6 separate regions of the Mus musculus genome follow, and all the other regions are linked to region 1. Evidence: chromatin contacts called from public HiCAR-type, HiChIP or PLAC-seq and promoter capture Hi-C data. All regions are on one chromosome and are shown on one strand. The core of a region is the stretch at or near the end of the contact, and the rest is flanking DNA. Distances in the headings are between cores, read along the strand shown. Region 1 holds the start of Ino80d (INO80 complex subunit D). Region 2 holds the start of Nbeal1 (neurobeachin like 1). Region 3 holds the start of Cyp20a1 (cytochrome P450, family 20, subfamily a, polypeptide 1). Region 4 holds the start of Raph1 (Ras association (RalGDS/AF-6) and pleckstrin homology domains 1). Region 5 holds the start of 2310016D23Rik (a long non-coding RNA gene). Region 6 holds the start of Idh1 (isocitrate dehydrogenase 1 (NADP+), soluble).

Region 1 (3,065 bases), core at 146-2,645:
ACCGAAATAGGCTCAGAACAAATCGGGCATTGCTCCTTGCGCTGCAGGTAGACCTTACTTCCCCAGGCGCCCAGCCCTCCAGGTCCTTCCTCCCAGTTTTGAATGCTCTGTCTGTCAGCCGAGGTCTCCCCCATGGCTTCAGCGTCTGAGTCGGTTCTAACCGGACAAGTGACCAACTAAGAGGGGTAAAGTCCTACCACGGAGGGCAGGGGACTGCTCCAGAAGCCTGCCTGGTCCTGCCCCTCTCCCTGACAGTTTGCTCTCTGCTCTCTTCTTAACTACCTTCCTGCCGGAGCTGTCCAGAGAGGGAGACTGAGGACCCAAAGGAGTCCGGGAGAGAAGGTGGGGGTAGTAATAAAGACACAAGTAGCACCCCCACAGCTCCTTGGTGGGGTGCTGGGTTTTTTAAAAAGGGGGGAGGAGGGGAGGCCGATGGACCCTGACTTTGCAATAGAAACAGCACCTGAATCTACCTCCTCCCTTCCCCACCCCCGAAAGCCCAGTCACTAACTAATAAAGCTAAGAAAAACCCCTTGAAAACTTTTCCAAACCGGAAGAGACGGCTTCTCCCCGGGCCCTGGAGCTCTTGGGGAATGGGCTGGAGTTGGCAGCCCCGTCGGGGATCGCGGGGAGCGGGGTGGGGCGCGGCGCGGGCGAGGGGTGCAGGGGCGGAGTACCTTGAACGGACAGGAACTGGCAAAGAGTTTCGAGCCAGCCGAGTGCTCGCCCCCCGAAGCCCTCGGGGGTCCCGGGCGCTAGGACCGGGGCTCCCCGGAGAGAAGGCGGCCTCCAATTCGGGCCTAAAAGGAAACTTTCCGGGCCGCGGCTGCACCTGACTCCTCGCCGCCCCTCCACCCCACGCCCGCCAGGCCGCCCGCCCCGCCCCGGCCAGGCCGCCCAGAGCGCCGTGGAGCGGGGGGGATAAACAAACCCAACAGTTACCGGAATCCGGGGGGCCCCGTCTGCGCGATGCCCGGGGACGGGGTGCTGCCGCACGGTCCCCACTCCGAGGCCCCGTCGCCCCGGTCCCCGCCGCCCAGCCCTCCGTCCCGCGGGAGAGCTTGGGGCCGGCGCAGGATGCAGCCCGCCCGCCCGCCCCGAGGCCCCGGGGGACCCCAGGGGCGCGGGAGGCCTGTGGCGCGGGGGCAGGGCGCGGCCGCCGCGGGGCCCGAGGCCTAGGGCGCCCCCCCTTCCGCAGCACTCCTGGGGCCCGGCCCGCGCAGGCCGCGCCGCTCGCCGCGCTCAGGCCGCCGCCGGAACCCCCGCCGACGCTGCCCGCGGGCGTCCCCGAGGCCCCCGGTGCCCCATCCCCCGCCACCCCAGCGCCGGCCCCACTCACCCTTTCATTCTCCGCCCGCGGCCTGGCGTGGGCCGGCGAATCCCCGGCCTCACGTAAGCGCGCTCGCCGCCCGCCCTGCCTACGCGGCCCAGCCCGCCGCCCTACGGGAGCCCGGGGATGTGGGCCGGGCCTGGGGCCGCCTCTGCTTACCTTTCAGCTGCTTTTTTTTTTTTTTTTTTTTTTAATTTTTTTTTCCTCCTTCCTCCCCCTCAACCCCCCCTCCCTCGCCTAGGCTGACAGATCAGAGAGGCGCTGGCAGTGGACTTAGGGAGCTCGGCTGCTACTGCTCCCTCCCTGGGCTTCGGCAAGAGTCTTTCCCTGTCTAACACGAGGGGTGAGGATCATATTTTTATTTTGGAAACTAAAAAGTGCTCCCAGGGTCGGTGATCATTAAGGGGAAATCCCTGAATATACTCTCCAGCCAAGAAGGCAGGGCTGCCCGCCTGCACTAGAAGAGGCAGCAGCCTCCTACAGCACCACTACAGGCACCGCGAGGACATAACACCACAGAGCAGTTCCTCTGCCCTCCGAAACGACAACTTTCCTACCATCTTGGAGGCAGAGGAGAGAGGGGCCAAGGGGAGAAGTGCACCGGCTCCAGCCAGATAAAGTCCAAATTTCTACCTCTCATCGCTGGAAAAAAGCCCATACTTGAGAAAAAGCAGGGAAGAAACAGAAAGGAGGTCGTGTGCTCCGTGGTGGGGAATGTTTCTGCACCTTCTGATGGAAAGAAATCTTTACAAGACACAGGTTTTACGATATTATTGTTTTCCATGTTAACTTTTTCCATAAGGGTGACAGTGGCAGCTTACTTTTTTTTTTCTATTTTTTTTTCTTTTTTTCAGGCTAATAATGATTTTTCTCTATGGCAGGTCCAAGTTCTGTATCTGGTGGCCAGTCTGTAAATTGGCACTTGAGAGACTTAGAGGTCACGGTATTGTCTTTATTTAATGCTCGTTTATGTTGTATGTATTCGTACTTATGGTTTCATGTATTAGAGGTAAGATTTTGTGGTTTTGGTATCTGAGGAACTGAGGCTGCTGAGAGTCAATTGTAAAGAGATGGCTTTTGTCTTCTCTCAGAGCAATGTAAGTAAAACCTATTGACTGCCCAGAAAGGCATAATACAGCTGTTTATTTTTCACGGTGCAAATAGAAGTAGTGTGTATTTAAACTCTCAGGACAGCTGAGCAAGCCAGTTCATCTATCAGCCCAAGAAGAAAGATGACTCCTATAAACCTAGCAACAGATTGAAAGATGCCTTGGATTTTCTTCAAGTAAAATTATTTATTAAGAATTATATCTAGAATTCCATTTCTGTTATTTTCTTTTAGTTTGCATAGATTGATGAATGTCTAGGCCTTTGGTACATTGCATACTTTGCTGCCTGCTTCTTGGAACACAGAATTGAGGGGTAGGCTTCTCTTCCCTAGTGTTGGAATGTTCAGAACTTCCGGTGTAGTGTCAGCCTGTTGAGCGACTTTGTACATTGCAAAGATGTAATAGGTTTACTTTTTTTAAGTGATTTTTTGTTTTATGTACATTGGTGTTTTGCCTGCGTGTATGGCTGTGTGAGGGTTTTAGATGCCCAAGAACTGGACTTACAGACAGTTGTGAGCTGCCATGTGGCACTTGAGCTGGGTCCTCTGGAAGATCAGCCAGTGCTCTTAACCACTGAGCCATTTGTCCAGCCCCAGAATCTCCTCCCTTTCTTTCTTTCTTTTTTT
Region 2 (3,065 bases), core at 424-2,923, 2.9 Mb before region 1:
GAAGGTAAGTGAATAGGCTGTTGTTAATCAGTTGTCTCCTCAGATCACAGGGTTTTTAAATAATGTTACTGAAGCTTAATGATTTAATTCCCGTCCTCTACTCATTGATGTTTGTTGTGAAGGATAACGGGAACTCTACATTTTGGTGACAGAATCACAAAATTTACTTTCACCTTTGATATCCAAGCTACTGCATGGTCTGCAAAACGGAATTATTTATCCTGTGATTCTTGACAAGAAAAACTTGTAGATTAATCTAATAAGCGAGAATAGATAAGGGCTGGAAGATGGCTCAGTGGTTAAGAGCATTTGCAGCACACAAGACAATGTTCCCAGCACCCATGTCAGGAGCCCCCACCCCCACCCAGACCTCCAGCTCCCAGGGATAAGATATCTTCTGGCCTCAGAGGGTATACAAACATATGTGGCACAAGGACGCACACAGGGCATGTGGGGGCATTAGTATATTTTAAAAATAAAGGTCACATAGTGAACCCCCATGATGGCATTAGTAGCTTTACATTTATTTATCTATTGTGCATGTGTATATGCCAGAGGATAATTTTCATGAGTAGGTTCTTGCTTTCCATTTAGTGAGCTAGGGTCTCTTGTTTGTGGCCAGGGCTCGCTGGCCCTCCAGTCTCCATCTTGCATTTCAGGAGGTCTGGCTTGCACAGCAAGTCATCTCCCTCCCTTTCCTTTCTTCTTCTTTTCTTTTGTGGCAAGGTCTCATGCGGCACAGGTTGGTCCCAGACTTGCTAGGTAGCCCATGTCAGCGCTGAACTCCTGATCTCTCTCCCTCCATCTCCTAAGTGCTAGATCACAGACCTGTTTCTTCAGGGTGGCTTCGATTATTTCTGAAGCTTAGTGATTACATATAGAAGTTCATTTTATTACTTTGTTTCCTTGTGTGTGCTTGTTAGGAATCAAACACAGGGCATCTCAGATGCTAAGCTGCTCTAAAACTGATTTTTTTATATGTTTGTAAAATTTCACAATAGTTTCTTAAATGTTTAGATTTAAAAGGTTAATCTTACGCTTTTCTCCTCTCTTAAAACAATAGCAACAACAACAACCTTAAGAAAGTGTGTGCAGCTAATAAGACTGCCTTTTGCTTCTTTTTCTGAAAGACGGAACTCATTCCGTACAGCAGTCTCCTTGGAACAGACACAGAATGGCAGTGACAGTACAAAGGCAACGACGCCAGAACAGGTAAAGATTTCTTTTCTTCTTTTTTCGCTTTTGAGCTCTGTCCCAGGACCAATCCCATTTCTACAAAGAAATCAAATCGAGATCCCTTCGAGACGCCCTAGGGTCGCCGGTCCTCAGCTGATTCGCAGAGGCGCCGCCAGGCGAGGAAAGTTCCGTCCGCCCCACCTAGCAGGGGCGGGGAGCGACGTCAGCACGTCGGCCCTCACGTCCAGCTGGGTGACTACTGACCGGAATGCCCAGGCTGGCTCCGACCGCTTTCAGAGCCTGAGCGAGGGCACTGCGGCTGCGCAGGCATGCCGGGGGAGGGGCTTCGGGGCTGAGCGGCCCTCGAGGAGCGGCTGCCGGAGGGCCGGGTAAATCCCCAGAGGCCGGAATGATTAGCCCAGGGGCTGCTCCGCCCCTGGCTCCTCCCACCCCGCGTCGGCGCTACCCCGCCTCCGCCTCCGCCTCCCGCCCGGCTTCGGGGTGACACGGGGCTTCGCCGCGGGCAGGGCGGAGGGCAGCAAGTTAGCCCGCGGCGGGGTGGCGCCGGCGGGCCTGTGAGCGTGGTGAGGGGACGCCGAGGTCGGGCGGAGGCTGCCGCGGGGCGGGAAGGCCCGGGGGAATGCGGCGCAGGGCTGCAGCCTGAGGGGCGGCGGCGGCGGGCGAGGGGGCGCGGCCGGCCCGGGCGGGTCTGGCTGCGGCCGGTTGGCGTGGGTCCCGGGTCTGGGTCCCAGAGCGCTCCGGGCCGCGCTTCTGAAGTTGATTGGCACGCCTGACGTTTGTCTCTCTTGTTCGTAACGGGGACGCAGGGAGGAAATGGAAAGGTCCCCGGACTGCTGCGAGGCGGGGTCTGGGGTCGTCCCACGGGAGGTGGTCCTTGCCACGGTGTGTGAGCCCCTTTCTTCTTGGGTGGAGAGGTGGAAGCCAGGTAGGCAGGATGACTTTCGCTGTGTGGATGGTTAAAACAAACAAACCAGGAATTCCTCGGGCCCTCCCCCCACGCCCTGCCCTGCAACGCAGCAAACATTCCCAGCAACTTTTAAGAAGCTGGCGAGAAATCTCGGATATTTGTTGTGTTTGATCTGTGCTCCTGGTTAAAGGAAGGCGTGAGTAGGGAGCCGTCTTCCTTCCCATCTACCGCAGTTTTGGTTGTGAATCTGCCTGGAAGGTTTTAGTATTTTATGTTGATCATTAGTCGTGGTGTGCCAAACAGGAGTTTCTGGAATATCTAATCACATTAAAAATTTATCCCTTTGAATGGGGTGATCAAGGCAGACGGATATCTGGATTTTTTTTTTTCAAATGTGGCTTAAAAAAACTTAGGATATTTTTGTATTTCACAGACCTATTTACGAGACCAGCTACCCCTGATGAAGAAGTGTTGGAGTAGTTGCTGAAATTGACCCTTATTGACCTGAGACAGTCTTATTTGTTCTACGAATTTTTTTTTTTGTTTTTTTTTTGTTTATTCCACTGCTTTGAGCTTTACTGTAACGGCTGATAAACTTGGAAAATAAAGTAATATGATATGGTCTTGAACCGTCTTTTTGAGGAAATATTAAAGTACCAGAGTGGAAAGCCAGAATGGCAGCCAGAGAGAGGCTCTTTGAACTTTGGATGCTTTATTGTACAAAGGTAATTTGCTTTCCTTTTATTTCTGTACTTAAAATTACTTGATTATAAAATTTTGTATCCAGCATTATGACCTTATTGTGTAGTGTGTTTGTGCATATTGATAATCCTGAACTGGCAGGTGTGGTGGTGCATACCTTTAGTCCCAGAACAGAGTCCTAGAACAATGCCGGGCCAGGTGGTGTTATGTGAGTTTGAGTCTATCCTAGTGGACGTAAGACATTTCCAGGACAGCCAGG
Region 3 (3,065 bases), core at 376-2,875, 2.8 Mb before region 1:
TAGCTATGGTGCTGGAGAGATGGCTCAGTGGTTAAGAGCACTAAACTAGCTGCTCTTCCTGCAGTCCAGAGTTCAATTCCCAGCAACCACATGGTGGCTCACAACCATCTGTAATGAAATCTGACGGCTTCTTCTGACATGCAGGTGTACATGCAAATAAAGCACTCATATACATAGAATAAGTAAATCATTAATGTTATGTAGCTACACTGTATATTTCAAATTTTTATCTGCTGTTGATGTGGGCCATCATTTTGATGAGAAATGTCTTTAAAACCGATTTAAAAAACAAACCCTTGAAACACTCAGGGCAGTTTGAAATACATTCAGAGTTAAAAGCACAGCTCTTGCTGTGTGAGGTGGCCCATGCCTAAAATTTTAGCGACTTGTAAACTAAGACAAAATCAAACGTTTGAGGCCAACTTGAGCAATGTAGACAGCTTTGTCCCAAGACAGGAAAAAATGTGATTTCCAATCGACGAAATCTTGAGTGGAAGTATTGTTACAGCTTCAAAAAGATATGGCATGTTTTCAGTGAGGTATGATTCCTTCTTAAGCAGTAGTCATTACAGGAGCTCTAACTGCAATTCCAAATGACATGCCAAACGGTATCAAGAAAATTTGATATTCAAGCTATAAAATCTATAAATTGTTTTAGGATGCTTTCACTAAATGTAGTGCCAATAAGTATCAGGCTTTACCTTATACTAACCCATGTTAAAATTTCTGAGTTGGATAGAACAGAAGGATCTCAAATTACAGTAATGCTCTGACCAAGCAATGTTTGAAAAACATAAGCACACAACATTGCTTTGCCAGTGCTCAGTGCTTCCTAGAACGCCCAATAGTACCCTCCACTGGCTACTCTATATGGTATTATTTTGAATGAATTGATTTTGATTTAATGAGGCAGGAGCTCAGGTAACCTAGGAATTGGTTATGTAGTTGGAAATGACTAAACACTTGATTTTCTTGCCTCCACCTTCTGACGCTGGGATTACAAATGTGTGCCAACCAGCCAGGTTTATGTGGTGCTGGGGACTGAAGCCAGAACTTTGTACTAGAAAAGCAATCTACCTCCCCAGCCTCTGGTTTTCAGTTTTCCATAGAAGAAAATGGAGCTTGCTAAATTCAAGGAATTTATTGCAAATTATCAGTAACAGAAATCCTACCCACTGTCTGCCACCGTGGCCAGAAATCCTACCCAATGTCTGCTACCGTGGCTAACGCCTTTAATTCCAGCACCAGGAAGGCATCTATTAGTCAGAGGCCAGCCTGGTCTACATAGTTCCAATCTAGACAGGGATACATAGTCAGATCCTGTCAAAACACAGAAACCAGCCACGTTCACTGGAGCGCTTTTGAGCAATAAGGAGCATCTAACGGTGCCTAGCTCTTCAGCCATGCATGCAGGTGTCCAGGTGAGACTGGCTTCGGTTGTGAGTCCTACTTAAATGTACTTAAGTCTACTTTGTGCAAGCGGACTGGTGTCGCACGCAGCTTGATTCTAGCCAGGCCAGGGTGGGACCCGGGCCTGGAGGTTTCCTTGTGGCCTGTGAGTCGCCAGCAGACCAAGGGTGACGCCCAGCACGGGCGTGGCGGGGCGACCGCGGCTCCTATTCGCCGACCGCCTGAGGCCACCTCCCTCCCCAGCTGCGGGCGCCACCACGGAGCTCACGGCCGAGGACCGCGCGGGCGGGCGAGAGGAAGCATGCTGGACTTCGCCATCTTCGCCGTGACGTTCCTGCTGGCGCTGGTGGGAGCGGTGCTGTACCTCTACCCGGTAACTCCCAACTCGGGTTTCGGGGGTGCGCCTGCGCCGCGAGGACCTGGGCGGGCGGTCGGCCGGGAGCGCTTGCGGAAGAGCCACGTGGCTCCGCCCCGGCGTGCGTTCCCCGTGCGCATGAGTGCTGTGGTCGCTGAGCTGTGGTCCTGGGCGGGTCCCTCATTCTCCCTGTCCCGGACGGGTTTTGGGAGGTGGCGATCAATTCATTACCTTGGGTGACTTTGGAGACATTGACTTCTTCGAGCCCCAATCCCATTTGCTTCTACATCAGGGGAGAAACTCCTTCCATCTTTTCCTAGCATCCCCCTGCATATGCCCCGGCACCGTTGTTGGAATGGGCGAGCTGAGCTCCCCAACCCAAACTTTGTCCACCTGTCCTTTTCAGAGGGGAACCTCTCAAAACTCCGGAGTTACTGTTAAGGAACTTCCTTAAAGTGTATTGTATAAAGCTGGGCGTTGCATACATCTGTAATCCCAGCCCGGGGTGAGGAGGATGGGGTGGGAGCTCAAAGCTCACCCTGGACTACATCAAACCCTGTCTTTAAAAGAATATGTATGTACAAAGTGTGGTGGATTTATGGAAAAGTGGAAAGGTAGTGAACAGCCCCGGGTAGATGAATGGTGATGGAGATGCCCCTTAGAAGTGTCCTGTTCTGAGTTAGTGGTTGATTAGACTAATATAGAAACCACATACCTGAACTCCTGAGAAACAAAACACTGATATGAAGAAGTTGAGAGCTCAGGCCTTTCAAGAATAAGAGGACTGTGTCCTAGCCAACTGGAGCGAATGTAAAACCAGACCGGGAAGACAGATGGGTGTAAATGGCTGAAAAGCTATTCAAAGGACTTTTAAGTCTGCGTTCTACTGGAGGATTTCAATGGATAAGTGGCTATTTTAGTTTAAAGGAAAACTGGGAATGCTGTGTTGGGCCTGTAATCATAGCACTTGGATGGTGGAGGCAGGAGAGTTCAAGGGTTTCTTCCAAAATGGACCTGAGTTCTAGGCCAGTCTGGATCACATGAGCCCTTGTCTTAAATTTTAAAATTTGTATACTAGAAAAAAAATTAAAAATATATGTGGCAAAAAAATGTCTTCAATTCATTCCTTTTAAAAAATGCAAATCTTGGAATCAAGGGATTTTCAGCTTTAAAGGAGAACTTTAATTTGCAGGCTGGCCGTGTCTAATTCCCAGACACTCTGGGAGCTCTGGTGGGAGGATTGTAAGCTTGAAGCCATCTTGGGCAATGAATGTTGTGAGACCCCACTTCAGAACAATCC
Region 4 (3,065 bases), core at 278-2,777, 2.5 Mb before region 1:
GCCTCAACAACTCACTGTTGCCAACATTCACTTCTGACCCTCCCTCTCAGGAGACACTCCGCCCTCAGCAGGAGGAAAAGGAATTTAACACGTACTGAGCATCTCAGAGACAAGCAAGGGGCTACCAATTTTGCATACATTTTCTTATTCAATCTTCTTGACAACAGGCTAGAAAGGAAAACAGGTGGAGTACTGCTGCTTACCGGCAGGGAACTACTGCATAGTTATCGGCTTGCTTGTCCACTATCACGTTGCTAGCCTATTCTAGCGCATGGAATGTGACTTTACTCTGTTCTAACGCACTGTTTCCACCACTCAAGTGTTGTAGAAGTGTCTCCCACTATACCTGAGGAGGTTTCTGTGACTGTGTGCTCACTTCAATATTCTTACGAACACAATACCACCGTTTAATAATCGAATGATGCCTCAGCCCTAGCCCGCTACCTTTACAGTTCCTTTAGGGAGGACTTTACCTACTTGGGCGGCTCTCCACTTCTCCATGAGAAATGCTGCAGGCAGCGTCCACCCAAACTGTTCTTCCCATAAAATGTATGAAATGCAACACACAGGAAACATGCAACTCATACCATTTCCCAAAGCTCCTATTTCACTCTGATACATAAGGATCAAGTAGTTTCCAGTTCACACAGGGGGGCCAGCCTAAGACAACCCCTGAATAGGAAAAGGGTATCTTTCAGGTGTCTTAAAACGAAGGCAACCTAACCAACACTATTAGGCAGCCTTCCCTCTTTCTGCCGTCCTCCACTGAATTGCAGTTTGGATTTCCGGCGGGAATGTACGCGGAAAGATGAGATGGAGCTAAAAAGCACTAGAGCAATTACTTTGCCGGCTTAATTAGAAGACACAGAAGGCGCCCCGCCTTTCTAAATCTCTGCAGTGAACTCATCTATGAAAGCAGGCAGGGCATGGAAGCTAGAACAATCCCGCACCCAGCCATCGGTTTCTGCGGCTACCGGGAGCCAGTCCCTTTCCACCCGCGGTCCCCGGCCACCGGCGCCCTAGTGCGGAGTATCAGCCCTGCCGCACCTCCCCAGGCGGCCCCAGGTCTCATTGTCTGCACGGTGCAGCCCCGAGGGGCGCGGGGTGCAACCCAGGCCCCGCCGACCCCCTACCCACCGCAGGCCGCCTGGCGGGGCTCAGCCCAACGCTGAGAGCCTGACCGGCAAGGACCGCGCCCCGGGCTGCAGCCGTCCGCACTCGCTCGGAGGGCCACGCCGGGCGCCGGGCAAATGGAGACGGCAGCGCCTCCCGGGCACCCAGACCTCTCCTTTCCCGGACCTCGAGGGCCAGGTGGCGGAGCACTCACCGTGGCAGCCCCTCGGCCCTCCCGGAGCCCTGCGCTAGGCAGCAGCTGCTCGCGCCTCCAGTCGCCGCCGCCGCCGCCTCTCCAGGGGCGACGCTCCTCTCCCGAACGCTGAGAGCGCCCGCAGCTCCCGCGGCGCGCGCTCGGCGACTGACTGACCGACCCACAGAGCGGGCGTCGGCGGGGACTGGGCGGGGCGGCCGCAGAGCCCCGCGGCGCGGATCACAGAGCCCGCGCGTCCTGCCCCGGCACACTGGGCGGGGCTGAGGGCCGCGCGGCCCAAGGGCGGACCGACTTGCGCCTGACCGCGCGCTCCCCGCCGCGGCCACCGCTCACTTCCGGCGCAGGCGGCCGCGCGCCTCTCCTGCTCCCCGGCACGCGCGCACGCGCGCGCCCCTCCCGGCCTGGACAGCCGCACCCCCCACCCCCACCCAACCGGCCGCCCCTCAGGCGCCGGGCCGCACCCAGCCGCGGCCGTCCTCCGCGCCCTGCCTTTCCAGCGCGCGTCCGTGTGAGTCGCCTCCAGGAACCAATGAATCAGAGAATGAATGAGCGGAGAGGAAAATCCCGCCGCGGTCCCGCCCGCCGTGGCCCTTCCCGTGAAGCCTGCCCAATCACTCGGGTCCCAGGGTCTTGGGAGACTGAGGGCGGACGAGCAGACCTGTCCGGGCTGGGAGCCTTTGCCTGCCGCATGTGTCGTCTCCAGAACCAACCCTGGGCTTCCTCAGGCACTCGCCTACTATTGTTGAAATCTGGGAGCACTGCCCTAGGAAATCCCATTTTAGCTTAAACTCTGCAGTTTCGTGCAGTGTAAGGAAAGCTTTCAGGGATCAGACATTATTCCATTCATCTTTACCTTTTTCACGTCAGAGCCTGTTCATCTGTGTCCCTGGTTTCTGTTCTCCCTTATTGAATTTGTTCTCAGCAAGGGTGTTGGCGAACTTTCCTGAGCCCTGAGCTGTATTCCCTGAGTACTACACTTAAAATACTGGGTTTGATTCCAAGCTCCAAATTACTCAAATGCTGCTTATCTTAATGCAGTTTTGACTTAGGCAGACTTAGATTTCTTTCGATTTACGTCCTTATTATGACCTTCATGTAAAGTTGATCAAAGGAAAGGAAAAGTAGTATTAAATTACCTTTGCTTGGCTATGTACTTTGTTAGCATTGAAGAAATTGAGCTATGGTCTGGAATTGGCTGCATTGAACGTCCAGCATTCTTTTTTTTCTATGTCTTCTTGTCTGTTCTTTAACTGTTTCTGTATCTTGAATTTTCACCAAAAAAATAAAAGGAAAAAAAAAAAACCCATAAATAACCTATTTCCGAAATTCTGGCGATCTTTCTAAGAATGAGTATTCACTCCTCTAGTGTAGGATCAAATCCCAGTTTGACTAATTGCATTCTACTTCCTGATATTCTTGAAGAGTTCCAAGTAGTTTCAGTCTTTTAGTAGTCTTTTCCAAACTGCTGCACAATCTGTTTCAAACTGGTATTTAGAACTGTCCAATACAATTATTGTCTGTTTCACACTTGAGATACTTGTACTTAGGAAATAAGTGCATTTTTTGTATTTTAAATTTAGTAGGTCTTCAATAATCTCGTGTAAAATAACATCATCTCATAAACTAAAAATGGTGGAAGTGTCCAGTACCTGTGACCTCTCTTCCCTGTTGAACTCAGTCATCATTTGTTACCTGTAATTATTTCAGCACACTATATTCTCTTAATGAATATCATATC
Region 5 (3,065 bases), core at 172-2,671, 2.3 Mb before region 1:
GGGCAAGCTGTGAACTGGGTGGAAATGTCAGTTGAGACAGAAGAGCAGCAAACAGCTCTGTTTTCCTATAGTTGTGGTTTTGCATGGTGACGATGACACATGAAGATGAGAACAGGTAGCATGAACTCCAGTCATTATCTGAGTGAACATCTCTGCCAACGCTGAAGGATATGTGTGGGTGTCACCTGCAAGCACAGAGATGGGGAGGGAGGGAGGGAGGGAGAGAGGGAGGAAGGGAGGGAGGGAGGGGGAGGGAAGAAGAGAGAGAGATGAACAAAAGGTTTATTTATGAAGTTTACATTTGATTTCCTTTCCCTTGATAACTTCCTCATCTGAGTTTAGTGTCTAGACTAAATTGATGTACATTTGGTGACTGAGGAAGAGGGTCAGAAAGGTGGGTTTGAATTAGCATCAGCAAAGTTAGCCAGATTCATACAGACTTTTTTTTTCAATTTCTTATGCACACACTGAGCATTCGATACGTTGGCATCCAAAGTGAGGGTTTTTGCTAACGTCTGGGAACCAGTGATATAGATGATATGAAGCAAGACTAGCTGGAGGTTGTCATGGGGATGCTTTTTCATTCCAAACAGGGTGCAACTCATGTTTCATTTGCTTTGTGCCTCTCTGTCCTGTCTTCTTCTTCATTCATCCAACAACATTTTGATGACCGTCTTCCCAGCTCTGAAAAGCGGACTGGGTACAGGAGAAACGATAGAGCAACGCTGTTGTCCTTATCTCTGCGTGGACCAATCAGAGTGTATTTTACAACCCTTCACCTCCTTCTATTCACCTTAAGGCACCTACTTAGTCCTGACTGTAGAACTTAGACATTGTGTATCTACTGTTACTCTGGTGACTGTATAGTTTCTTGTAGCTACTGCAGTCTGTCACTGTAGACAAACAACTGAGATTAGCTGTATTTCAGCAAGCTTTTACTTATGGATATTGGTATTTGATTCTCCTTTAATTTTCTTGCCAGATATTGTGATTCCTCTGATTGCTGCACCATCACCCTAGCCGTATGTACACATACAATCCATTCTTCAGCTCATGGCCTGTGCAGTGTCAGACAGTGGCTAGACTTGGCCTGTAGGCCGCAGTTTGCTGACCTCTGAGACAGAACCAAGGCACCACTTTTAAGCTTTGAGCTTGTCTTTGAACGCCAGACACCATCTAGAAGGGATCAGTCTGGGTGCATGTAAAGACCTCTTGGGAGTGTGAGTGTCCAAGTAACTTTATTTAAAAAAAAAAAAAAAGGCAAGGATTTGCAGAGAATGAGGGAGAGACTTTATCCAAGAGAGAGCTATCCTGGGGAGGAGAAACAGGAAACTAAAAGCAAAGGGGACGAGAATTTCAAGATGACAGCATCCTCGGGAAATTAGTGCTAAAAGCCCAATGATTACTGTTACATTTTCTTTGCTCTTTTCCCTCTCGTCCAACCATCAAATCCATGCAATCTCCAAGGAAACAAAATAAATTTTTATTCACAGTGGGGGTGGGGGGGTATGGCCCGTGTCCAAGGTAATGAAAAAGACGAATTACCCTGCAAATCCTTCCAAATGGACCACACTCAGCTCCAGTGTGGAGTGGGTGGAGCAGAGACCAGAAGCAGCTGTCTCAGGACTGGCCTCCTACCACTTTCCATGACTTTTTCAAATCTAAATTTAGCTACTATTTATAGGTGACCAGGAGAGCACACCCTCACCCGCACCCGCAACCCCTGCTGCTGCCCACTGGAAGGGCAAACTAAAGCTTGGCATTTCACAGGTAGGCGTGAAAGTCAGCTTTATACAGATCATAGACACTGACCCGGCCTTTGTCATCCCTTATCGCTGCTCCACCCTGTTTGTCTACAGCTGCTGGTTACACCCAAGGTACAAATAGTTCTTTCTGGAAACAGCCTGTGGGGGCACTCTGAGCCATACACTCATTCATTCTATCTGGGCATTTTAGAAATAGGGTAAGATTTAGCTTCATTTGTGCAGCCAAGAATAGGAAATTGCTCCCCAAAAGGTCAGATGCCTAAGATTTAATATGCAAGCAGCCTGTAATACCTAAGATTTAATATGCAAGCAGCCTGTAATACCTAAGATTTAATATGCAAACAGCCTGTAATACCAGGAGCAGGCACACCTCTCTCAGAATGGTGTATCCTGCAAAGCCAGGATACACTAATGTGTTCAAGTTACAGTCTGGGTGAACAGCCTTAGGACCTCCAAGACTTTTCTTATATAGTGTGTAGGACTGCTGTGTAGGTTATTCACTCAGTTCCTTCCCAGGGCCTCTACAGAGGCCATAAGAAAGACTTAAATCTGCTCAGCCTCCTCTTGAAGCTGTGACAGGAGAGTACTTATCTTGTGGAGCCTACTTCGATCTTTCTGCCGCTTGGTTACTAGCTTTATAGGGAGAGACATATTCTCAGTCTCAAAAGGAAGCAACCTAGGATGAAAACCACTGAGAACAAAACAGGAAGAGAGGTCCCAGCTCCTACAAGCACCTCTCTCCTGTTTGTTTGTTTGTTTGTTTTAACCTTCATTGCCCCTCAAATCTGGCCTCTTTCAGTAGGTTGTTTGTTTCGTGAATTAAGGTTAGTAATGCAAAAGTAAACTTCCAGGTTTAGAGCTCAGGGGGAAATTATGACTTATTGTGCCCCGTAGAATACTAAGTTTGGGGCTAATTCTTGTCTTTGCCCTTGAACCTTCTGGTGGGACAACGGCAGATTGTCTCTAGTTTCTACTCACTACTATATGAAAGGATTAGACAAAGGGACTTCTGTGTAGATGTCTTGTACTTTTTATATCCCACATTACAACTGTTTTATTTTTTCATATTATAGCTTTTATATACATGTGTATTTTTTGAGGTTTTTGTCAGCTGGGAATATTTGAAAAAGCCTACAATTTCTTGTACACATTATCTCCACTAGTTAAAAATTATGTGTCACTTTTTCTTAAATAAATAGTGAAATACTTGTGGATTTAAGGTAGAAATATTTATTTATATGGGCTTTCTTGTGTGAATTTAATTTGAAAATCACCTTCATGTAATAGCATGAAAAATTT
Region 6 (3,065 bases), core at 310-2,809, 2.1 Mb after region 1:
CAATTCCAGAAAACAAACATAATAGACTAGTTAAGCAATAGGAACCCTTTGCCATACTTAATTTTACTTCCATAAATCTCAAGTTTCTATCTTGAGCCGATCTTTTTGTTTTCCAGCCAAGTTCAAGTTGCAAAACATGTGGGGACTCTAAGGAAGTAGTTGCAGTATATTGTCGAAAAATTCCTGCTTCTCTCTTTTCCCAGTGCCTACACTTGCACTAACGCCCAACTAACTATACAATGTGGTCACATTAAAGATATCAGATTAGAGGGCAAAATTGCTAATTCTTATCTTGATGGTGAACGGACTTGCAATTATAACAAGGCCTCTCAATTTTGATGACTTAAACAAGTGTCCTTTCAATTTATCTCCTAAAACAAAGCAAGATCCGGAACAGAAAGTCTTAACATACAAATACCCCTGCCAGGAGGATTTGTATTTAATATCAGCCTTACAGCCCAGTTTATCTGGTTTAAAGTACAGTGCTTGAGTGTATCCAGAGGGGCAAAGGGCAGGAGCCTTCCAAATAAAGGTCACAGGAGTACAAATATTGGTGCGCACACACGCTCACACCACAGGACGGTGAGTCCTAGAGTGAGCGCCCGGCTCTTTGGCTTTTTGCAGGTCTCGGGTTTGCTCGACCTCGGGTGACACTGAGACAGGAGATATCCATGTGGGCGTTGTGCAAGCTCTGCTAATGAAGCTGACTCGGTTCCTCCTTCCAGATCCCCACACCAGCCCCTCCTCTCAGCACTGCCAGGACCTTTTAAATACGAGGTCCACTGAGATGGCTGCATCTGGAATCGAGACCCCAGGGCGCCCCCAAGTGGCTAAGCAAACACTACAGACTGAAGCTGGAGGCTCCGCCTACCTTCATCCCCTCCCTCTCTTGCACTCTCATTAGCTCTTCTCCGACCACAAGGCAGGTCCCACCCCTGAACCTTGAAGGGAGTACACGCCTAAATTCCTGGCTTACACCCTTTCTGCAACCAGCTTTCCTGCCTAGTCCTTTTACACCCAACACTCAAGAGTTCTGTGCGTCCACCTCAAAGCTAAATTCTCCTCCGCGGGTGCCTTGCCACTTGTCACTGCTTGCAACGTCCTCGCCTCCCAAAGCGATCCCAACCTCGGAAGCGCCCTTCTATACAGATAGGCAAGCAGCACTCTGCTACTCCCATTTCCCTTCTCTACGCCCAAACTCTGGAAGCGTCCCTGAGTGCACCAGGGCCTTGCCACTGAGTTCATCTCTGCACAGCCAAGACCTGGGGTTTCTTCCTTTTTTCTCACTCCAGCTTTCAACGGAATAGTTTAATAGTAAGGGGCGGCGGCTGCCGCTCTAAGCCTTGGGGCACCTGTAGGGAGGGGAAGGAGCGCCCGCTTGCAGCCGGAGGCGCCCCAGCTACTCACCGGCTCACACCCGCGCGTACACACAAGCTGTAATAAGCCGGCCCCAGTTAGATCAGCATCTGCCACAACCTTCGCTCGGAAGCCCAGCGGCAGGGTCAAGGCTGTTTAACTCTTCCCGGCTTTGTCTCCTCCCAGGCCCCACCCCCTCAGCCCACCTCCCGAAGCCCCGCCCCCTCCACGACGCCATTCGCCGCCTCCGACTTTGTGGGGTGGGCCGAGGCATAGATTGAGATTAAGTCTGGGATGCAGCGGTCCGCTGTTCCCGGTGGGGGATGGGACTGCCACGCCGCGGAGATTCCTCGGGAACACCCTGCAGTTGAGGAGCGAGGACGCCACCTACTGACAGGCTATCGGAAGCGCCGAGACCGAGTGTTCTGGGCTCCGCAACAATCTAGGAATCCCAGCGTTGAGTATCCAGGTTCTCTGCAAAAGGTACAAAAGAGGGAGCCCTCCCTAGACTGGATCCCTTCCTGGAGTCTCCGGATGCCTCTTAGAGCTGGACTGTGCCCTTTGAAGAATGTGCATTTGAGGTTTCTTAAAGGCGTGTGAGGACTACAGATTCTACCTTAATGCAAAAGCTAAAACAGAGCGCATTTTCCATTTCAAAATCAAGAACAAACAATACCCTACACACAAATACATATATGAGTAAAACCATTCATATTCTCATGCTGAGGCTTTTACAGAGCTTCACCATTCCACCCCAATAATTCCCTCCACTACCAATGATCCGTATTCCCAACTGTTGCTGTTTATAAATAAGCTTCACTCACCATTTGTCATGGAAGACAGTGAGGTTTATTTTCTGGGTTGCGATGAAGCTGCACTAGAGATACACGATATAAATCTTAGAATTCTAAGAATGGGTTAAACGTATTCCAATCTTTCCAGAGATTTTTCTGTCTGTATTCCTTAGTCTTGAAAAGGAGAACATTATGACTTGTAGGACAATAGGTCATCCTTGATTGGTCAAGATTCAACGCTTCATGGACTTTTAAAACAACCAGCATTGTGTTGAAAAGTTATGAATTCACGGCAGTTAGTAAGATTCATTTTGGACGCTAGAGGGCGCTATGTGGAAAAGGACTCATACGTGGTGTCAGCTGTTAATGTTGATTAACTGGGTATTAGCTGTGACCTCCGTTTATTCCTATAAAATGATTAGAGAGTGTGTGAGTTTATACTTTCACCTCTAATCTCACTTTAAATCACTTTAAAAAACGTTACTTACTACCATCAGGCACATATTGTTTATATTACTAAAAGTAAGTATTCATAGCCATTCTTGTTCCAGAAAGCATTTTAGAATAAATTCAAGAAACGAAGAATAAAACACAATAAGAAGTATTGACTATAGGTGATGGCAAAAGTAAGAAGAATGCATAGGAATACAGAGCCATGGTGAATTTAAATATAAGCATCTTCAACCAAGTTCTAAATATGTGCTAAGCATGGATTGACTATCTGAGACACTGAGATAGGACATATGGCACTTATGTGCATGTCTCCATCTGGAATCCCGTTTTCAAGGGCTGATATGTCAAGTGCACGAGCTGATAGATCACTGAAAGAGAATATTTGTAGATGCTTGGTATTGAATTAAATTATTACAAAATAAGCCAGGTGTAGTGGTGCATGTTTGTATTCCCTACACTTGG

The links. Promoter capture Hi-C pulls out the DNA fragments that hold promoters and counts their contacts. HiCAR-type assays count read pairs that join an accessible place to other places. HiChIP or PLAC-seq counts read pairs in DNA pulled down with a chosen protein or histone mark. Capture Hi-C pulls out chosen DNA fragments and counts their contacts.
Region 2: a promoter capture Hi-C map of adipose tissue shows a contact between it and region 1, with 4 times the contacts expected there. The contact joins the promoter of Nbeal1 here to the promoter of Ino80d in region 1. A contact is called at or near these places in 6 of 39 promoter capture datasets (cranial neural crest, hippocampal neurons, liver and 2 more), 3 of 115 datasets of contacts at active chromatin or transcription factors (astrocytes, embryonic stem cells and extraembryonic endoderm stem cells) and 2 of 9 other capture datasets (adipose tissue and liver).
Region 3: an H3K4me3 HiChIP or PLAC-seq map of forebrain shows a contact between it and region 1, with 19 times the contacts expected there. The contact joins the promoter of Cyp20a1 here to the promoter of Ino80d in region 1. A contact is called at or near these places in 9 of 39 promoter capture datasets (the 3T3-L1 cell line, cranial neural crest, frontonasal cranial neural crest and 5 more), 2 of 115 datasets of contacts at active chromatin or transcription factors (astrocytes and forebrain) and 2 of 9 other capture datasets (adipose tissue and liver).
Region 4: a HiCAR-type map of astrocytes shows a contact between it and region 1, with 7 times the contacts expected there. The contact joins the promoter of Raph1 here to the promoter of Ino80d in region 1. A contact is called at or near these places in 3 of 39 promoter capture datasets (embryonic stem cells, hippocampal neurons and liver), 2 of 484 Hi-C or Micro-C datasets (both in embryonic stem cells), 3 of 115 datasets of contacts at active chromatin or transcription factors (astrocytes, embryonic forebrain and embryonic stem cells) and 1 of 9 other capture datasets (adipose tissue).
Region 5: a contact with region 1 is called in a promoter capture Hi-C map of liver, with 4 times the contacts expected there. The contact joins the promoter of 2310016D23Rik here to the promoter of Ino80d in region 1. A contact is called at or near these places in 3 of 39 promoter capture datasets (hippocampal neurons, liver and stem cell-derived epiblast-like cells).
Region 6: a promoter capture Hi-C map of pre-B cells shows a contact between it and region 1, with 4 times the contacts expected there. The contact joins the promoter of Idh1 here to the promoter of Ino80d in region 1. A contact is called at or near these places in 5 of 39 promoter capture datasets (the C10 cell line, hippocampal neurons, liver and 2 more), 4 of 484 Hi-C or Micro-C datasets (CD4 T cells, muscle stem cells and rod photoreceptor), 4 of 115 datasets of contacts at active chromatin or transcription factors (astrocytes, bone marrow-derived dendritic cells, large pre-B cells and 1 more) and 2 of 9 other capture datasets (adipose tissue and liver).

What each region holds. Positions count from the first base shown.
Region 1 is chr1:63,112,872-63,115,936 of GRCm38.p6, forward strand. It overlaps Ino80d (INO80 complex subunit D), which reads right to left and starts at 1,396. Exons shown (of 12, transcript NM_001114609.1): 1 at 1,340-1,396. Ino80dos (INO80 complex subunit D, opposite strand) reads left to right here and starts at 1,600. Exons shown (of 4, transcript NR_045915.1): 1 at 1,600-1,673.
Region 2 is chr1:60,178,926-60,181,990 of GRCm38.p6, forward strand. It overlaps Nbeal1 (neurobeachin like 1), which reads left to right and starts at 1,674. Exons shown (of 55, transcript NM_173444.2): 1 at 1,674-1,760; 2 at 2,538-2,829. The coding sequence starts at 2,779.
Region 3 is chr1:60,341,675-60,344,739 of GRCm38.p6, forward strand. It overlaps Cyp20a1 (cytochrome P450, family 20, subfamily a, polypeptide 1), which reads left to right and starts at 1,626. Exons shown (of 13, transcript NM_030013.3): 1 at 1,626-1,783. The coding sequence starts at 1,712.
Region 4 is chr1:60,565,238-60,568,302 of GRCm38.p6, forward strand. Raph1 (Ras association (RalGDS/AF-6) and pleckstrin homology domains 1) reads right to left here and starts at 1,528. Exons shown (of 14, transcript NM_001045513.3): 1 at 1,328-1,528.
Region 5 is chr1:60,777,040-60,780,104 of GRCm38.p6, forward strand. 2310016D23Rik (a long non-coding RNA gene) reads left to right here and starts at 1,422. Exons shown (of 3, transcript XR_865459.1): 1 at 1,422-1,877.
Region 6 is chr1:65,177,583-65,180,647 of GRCm38.p6, forward strand. Idh1 (isocitrate dehydrogenase 1 (NADP+), soluble) reads right to left here and starts at 1,560. Exons shown (of 9, transcript NM_010497.3): 1 at 1,408-1,560.